Linked DNA regions of Zea mays: region 2 is linked to region 1. A link is a contact called in public Hi-C data. All regions are on one chromosome and are shown on one strand. Each heading gives the region's core, a stretch centred on a gene start, on an enhancer-like site or on the middle of the called end of the contact. The rest is flanking DNA. Distances are from core to core; before and after follow the strand shown. Region 1 holds the start of LOC103626106 (zinc finger CCCH domain-containing protein 44). Region 2 holds the start of LOC100273796 (Tubulin-folding cofactor D).

The links. Hi-C and Micro-C count contacts between places; a contact is called where the count stands out from the background.
Region 2: a contact with region 1 is called in a Hi-C map of endosperm, with 2.6 times the contacts expected there. The contact joins the promoter of LOC100273796 here to the promoter of LOC103626106 in region 1. A contact is called at or near these places in 2 of 25 Hi-C or Micro-C datasets (ear and endosperm).

The regions. Positions count from the first base shown.
Region 1 is chr5:23,710,855-23,713,554 of Zm-B73-REFERENCE-NAM-5.0, reverse strand. It overlaps LOC103626106 (zinc finger CCCH domain-containing protein 44), which reads left to right and starts at 1,409. Exons shown (of 11, transcript XM_008646482.4): 1 at 1,409-2,051; 2 at 2,174-2,253. The coding sequence starts at 1,624. LOC100279875 reads left to right here. Exons shown (of 14, transcript NM_001152828.1): 14 at 1-215.
Region 2 is chr5:24,421,804-24,424,503 of Zm-B73-REFERENCE-NAM-5.0, reverse strand. LOC100273796 (Tubulin-folding cofactor D) reads right to left here and starts at 1,444. Exons shown (of 17, transcript NM_001360448.1): 1 at 1,049-1,444; 2 at 1-241. The coding sequence starts at 1,309.

The DNA.
Region 1 (2,700 bases), core at 160-2,659:
TGCCAGGTGTTGCGTCAAAACGTAACAAGTTTCTCCCTTCCGTTCTTTGTCCGAGCGAGTTTACAAGTACTATACTACCAAAAAGGCCAAAGCGAACCCGCAATTTTCTTATGTATACTAGTAGTAGTGAACTGCTGCACCAACATCCGGTCCACGTAAACATGTGCCTTTTCCGACGTGTATGTTTTATTTAATGGCATGTGTTCACTTGTGCATCTTTTTAGCTGGGTCTTCTTTTCTCCACCCGTCCGCGCCCGCGCACTAAAAGCCAAAGGAGCTTTCGCTATCCCATCTACTACGTACAGTAACAGTACTAGCTAATAAAAAGGCTGTAACGGCGCGTAACCCCCCCGCCTCCAGCTGATCAGTGATCAGAAACCTGCGCGCACGTCACCTTGTTTAGTTTAAGCATCCTTTTAGCTAACTTCCAGTCAACTATCCGGGTAACAGCAAGGCCAGTTTTCATATGGGTTAGAGTGGAGACTAGCCTGACGGTGACGGCTATTAGTTTACCAAGGAGACCAAATACGCACACAGACAATATTAGTTGCCGGTGTGCTGGACTGTCGGGTCCGGACTCCGGAGGGCAGCTGGAAGGTGGGACCTGGGACGAGTCGAGCACACACACACAGCAGGCACAGCACAGCACCCAGAACCAGCATGTGCAGAAAATTCAGGCTGGGGTTGGATACGGTACGTCAGCGAAGCATGTCGTGGCTGCGATGCGCGCAGGCCGGCAATGGTCGCGCTTCGCGAGCAAGGATGGATCGGAGCTTCTGCGGTCTGCCTGCCCATCACGTGCACAAACCGGAGAACGGGCGCGAGAAGTCGTCGAGAACCCACGACCACTATGCCACGCACGGCAAACCGTGTACTGGACCCGCTGCGGCCCAATAAAATGCAGCGACCAACCACGCCACCCCGTCCCGTTCCCGTCGTCCACAGACTACAAGCAAGGCAACACACACGTCTTGGACCTCTAGCTTGTCTCCGGGTCCTCCCGCCGCTCGCCGCTCGCCCAATCGGCAATCGCCGACGACGCCCCCGCCGAGAAACGAGCGTCGAGCGCAGCGCTGCCCCGCCCCGCTTTGCCTTTTTCTCTGTACCCGTGCGCCTGCCGTGTCGTGCCGGTGCGGTGCGGCGCGGTGCGCCCCGCTCCCGGTCCGGCCGGACGCAAAGAGACATTTTATTTTATTTTATCTTTACGAACATCACCAAATCATCAATCATTAATGTATTAGATCTGCCATCATAACCAAAGGTTAATTTCTCAGGACCCAAAAGGCACCCAGACAGACCCCTGACCGCCGCGATTTTTTTTTACTGGAAAAGCCTTCACCTCTTTACGCTAGCCCGCCAGCTTGCTCGCCCCGTTTACCCCCCCTGCCTCTGCCTTCCCCAGCCTCGTATCATCTTCATCACTTTCTCTCTGCCCCAGGCCAGTGCCCACCTCTCGCAGTCCTGTACCTACCAACCACATCATATTCGGGTCCGTGAGCCCGTGGGAGACCGCGCGGCGGCGACGACGAGGCCTCGACCTCGAGCGAGGGTTGGTGGACGTCGACGAGCTAGGGTTAGGCGGGCTTTTGAGCTTAAGCTTGGGTTGGGGGGGCCTGCTGATCCATGGACGGGGGGACCGGCCCGGGCGCCGAGGTGCTCTCTCCCGGCGAGGCCGAGTGGCCCCCAGAGCTCCGCCTCCCGCCGCTGCCCTCCGTGCCGGAGCCCCCAGGGCCGCCCCCGCCCGCCCCCGCCTCCGCTTCGCTGCGACTGCGAAGCGTCGGGGTCGCGCCCCATCTGCACGGGGAGGTCTTTGATGATGACCCGCAGTTCCTCGGATCGATCATGGGGGCCGCGGCCCCGCCCCCGCCCCAGCAGCAGCAGCAGCAGCCCGCCGCCGCGGCACCGGTGAAGAGGAAGAGAGGCAGGCCGCCGAAGAACAGGGACGGTGCGGCGCCGGTGCCTGCGCCGGTGAAGCCGGGGAACAAGAAGGACGAGGAGGAGGTCTGCTTCATCTGCTTCGATGGGGGCAGCCTCGTGGTTTGCGACCGGAGGTGTGTGTGTGTGTCAGTGCGTGCGCGCGCGCGCGCGATTAGCTAGCTGTTGCATCACGTACGGTCAAGTAATGCAGCTTCCGCTTCACTGTGCGTGCTGATAAGCTTCACTTTGCCTTTAGGGGTTGCCCGAAGGTGTACCACCCTGCGTGCATCAAGCGAGACGAATCCTTCTTTCGGTGCCAGGGCAAGTGGGATTGTGGTGAGCTTTTCTCTTGTGGACTGCGCCTTCTTCTCAGTGTTTAACGTCGACTCGTTTCTTCAATAGATGCTGACTAGTACAAATATTAATGCTTAAGTAGATGCCATTATAGCACTTTGACATGCCATAACTTTTGAGATAATGCAAGCCATGAGCTATTGAAGAAATAGGAAATGTTTGAAATAAGTAAGTATACAAACATTTCAAGCAGAAACAGATGCTAATCAATGCATATACTCCCACATTAAATAAATAACTGAATTAGTCAGTTATGGTAATCTCGCCATCTCATTTGGCTCCAGCATGCAAATGGGAGCCGATTCAATGTTACTATGTATATGTTCAATTGGTAGAAGAGGACAAAATCAGCAGGATTTCTGTTGTACTGTGATTCTTTGTTGGAGATTTATGTTTAAACACCGAGCCAAAAGCTATTTGTCAGCGCCC
Region 2 (2,700 bases), core at 195-2,694, 710 kb before region 1:
GAAGAGCAACTGCGAGCTCAAGATCTGAAACCTGGTGAGGGAAGAATCTGATGACACTCTTGTACCCGCACACTGTGACAAGGGTGTAGATGATGATACACAGAGGCTTGATAATGTCAAGAAGTTCATCAGTACTAGCACCAAGTTCCATTGTCTTTGACCGAACCAACGACATAAGTGGTGAAACAATGTTCTCAAGGTATGGCTCTAATAGTTGACCCTCTTCTTGATATTTGTCCATCTATTGCTCAACAGAAAAGATAAAATTTATCATGCAAGCTCTTAAGCATGATAGTTTTGGCATAAAGTCATTTCAATCGTTCACTTAAACAATTGAGTTCAAAATTGATGCTCTACAAACATTAACACTGGATATATGAAAATGATATGTACAGATTTTTCTTAGAAGTACTATCATAATTGAAAGTAGTGGCCAAAGTTGTGCTCAGGAGACCATGTGGATGTCTAATATATCATTCATCTGTGAGCCAAAAAAAGTAAATTAATCCCCCTGTTCCAAATTGTGAAGTGATTTGGTTTTGTTCTAAGTCAAACATCAATTGTTTTCCTAATGTTAATAGTTTTCACATCATGTGGACCTTTGCTCTTGCCTTTATCTATAGAGGTGGTAATCGATCATTAATCATAACTCTCCCCAAAACCATTTTATTTACCCAGGAAAGCAGAATGTAATTCCTAAATAACATGTCATTCTAGGACCTAGGATTGATTTATGTAGGTCATTTGTATCTCAGATGAGCTTTTGCTAGCCTATATTAGCAATAAAATGTGCATTCACAGACTAACCTCAACCACCTCGACCAAACAGTTTAAAATGCCTCCTAGACGACTAAAAGATTGCAAGAAATTGTGCATGATGTATTCGAATTTGGCTGTTGTGCATTTAAATCAGACGCTAAAGCAGATTACATCCTTTAAAATAAACAAACAAAAGTCAATGTTGCTCTCAGAGCTACACCCTCTTCTCTCAGAGATCTAAGGTTCAGCGGCAGGTAGCATTTGAAAATAGGGATAGAAGAGTGCTTACGATAGAGCGGATCCTATGGACATCGGCGGATTCGGCAACGCCGCCGCCGGCGACGACACGGTGGAGGATCGCTGAGACCAGCTCCCACTCCTGGAGGAAGTACCTGCGCAGAACGACCTCCTTGGAGTCGTGCTCATCGTCACCAACAGCGGTAGGATCAACGGAGGCTTCAGCATCAGGAGGGGATCTCATGGGCTCGGATGGGACGGGCGTGGCGGCATTAGACGCCCAAGCAGCGGCGGCGGCGGCGGCTTCCTCCATAGCCGGAGCTCGGGGCGGGTGTCCGACTGGTGGTAGTGTGCGCGGCTGTGCTACTGTACGTCTGTACCTATGCGATCGAGTGCCTTCTGCTCGTGTTCTCAGTTTCCGTGTTTGCTGTCACAAGGCGTCTTTCGGTATTCGCCCGTCCGCATTTCGGTATTCGCCCGTCCGAAGGGGCAAACCACCCTCGGTAGAGCGAGCCGCATACATCGAACCTTATTAGCAGCATGACGGCGAAGTAAACTACACATCGGTTCCTCTAATTAATTAGCTAAGAGCATCCATCTACCCTCATGGTTGTACTGTTTTCCTTGTGATCATCCAACAAACCAGTCCTTACGGAGAGACACTCGAGAAACCGCTTGAGCCCCTTAAATATCACAATGTCATCATCAATTTCTAAAAGTAAACCTCGTATCATAAATAATTCTCATTATGTTTATTGATTAAAGTGAGCGCTAGCATAGAGCTAATCCAGAAATAATTCAACCCAAATAGGTGAACAAGGACAAGATAAACAAAAACTAGTAAATCCTTATATATGAATTATGTAAATACGGGGGATGAATTATAAAATAAGTAGGACATAAATGGGTTATAGGACACTTGCTTTCACCAACCAGCTGTTGCTCAGGGTCTTCGCCTGCAACTCCTTCGGACTCTGCCAACGGACCGTTACCTATATGAGTTCAAACATACATTCCACATTTTTAACATAGAAAACAACAATACACCACACAATAAAATAGAACAACTAAACAGACGCGTGGCGCAGGGCTCGCATCTACGACTATGCGAGAAAAGAAACTACGACGGTCGAAGCTGCAGCCGAGAGACATAACGATTACGTTAAGCAGCTATAGATTAAAATACTTATCTCAACATAATCATATTAATTGATATTCATGCGATGCGTAAATAAAATTAGCACTAGATCCTAATTAGTTCGATACTTAATTAATCGTCGTTACACTACACACTTAAATTAATATACACAATTCTAGGTGAATAAAAAGGGTTGTCGTGCGGCGAAGCGCGCGACACAACGCACCACTCGAACATAATTTAAAAGGATTATCGCGTGGCGAAGCGCGCGACACCACACGTGACTCCAACGGAGTTTTAAAACGCGACGACGCGCACGGGAACAGGGCCACGCAGGGGCTGCGCGCCGCGCTGAGGCCGGGGGACCGAGCGGGGGCGCCGGCAGGGGGTTGGGCAGGGGCGTCGTGGGGGGGGGCAAGCAGGGGCCTCAGGGGCAGGGGCGGCTGGGGCGCGGGCCGGGTTGGGCTACGGGGCTGATTCCCCTCTACTCGATCTCGCCTGCTTCTAATCAAGTTTATTCCGTGAATCGAAAACCCAACTAAATCAATGCACGCCTAGGAACAATA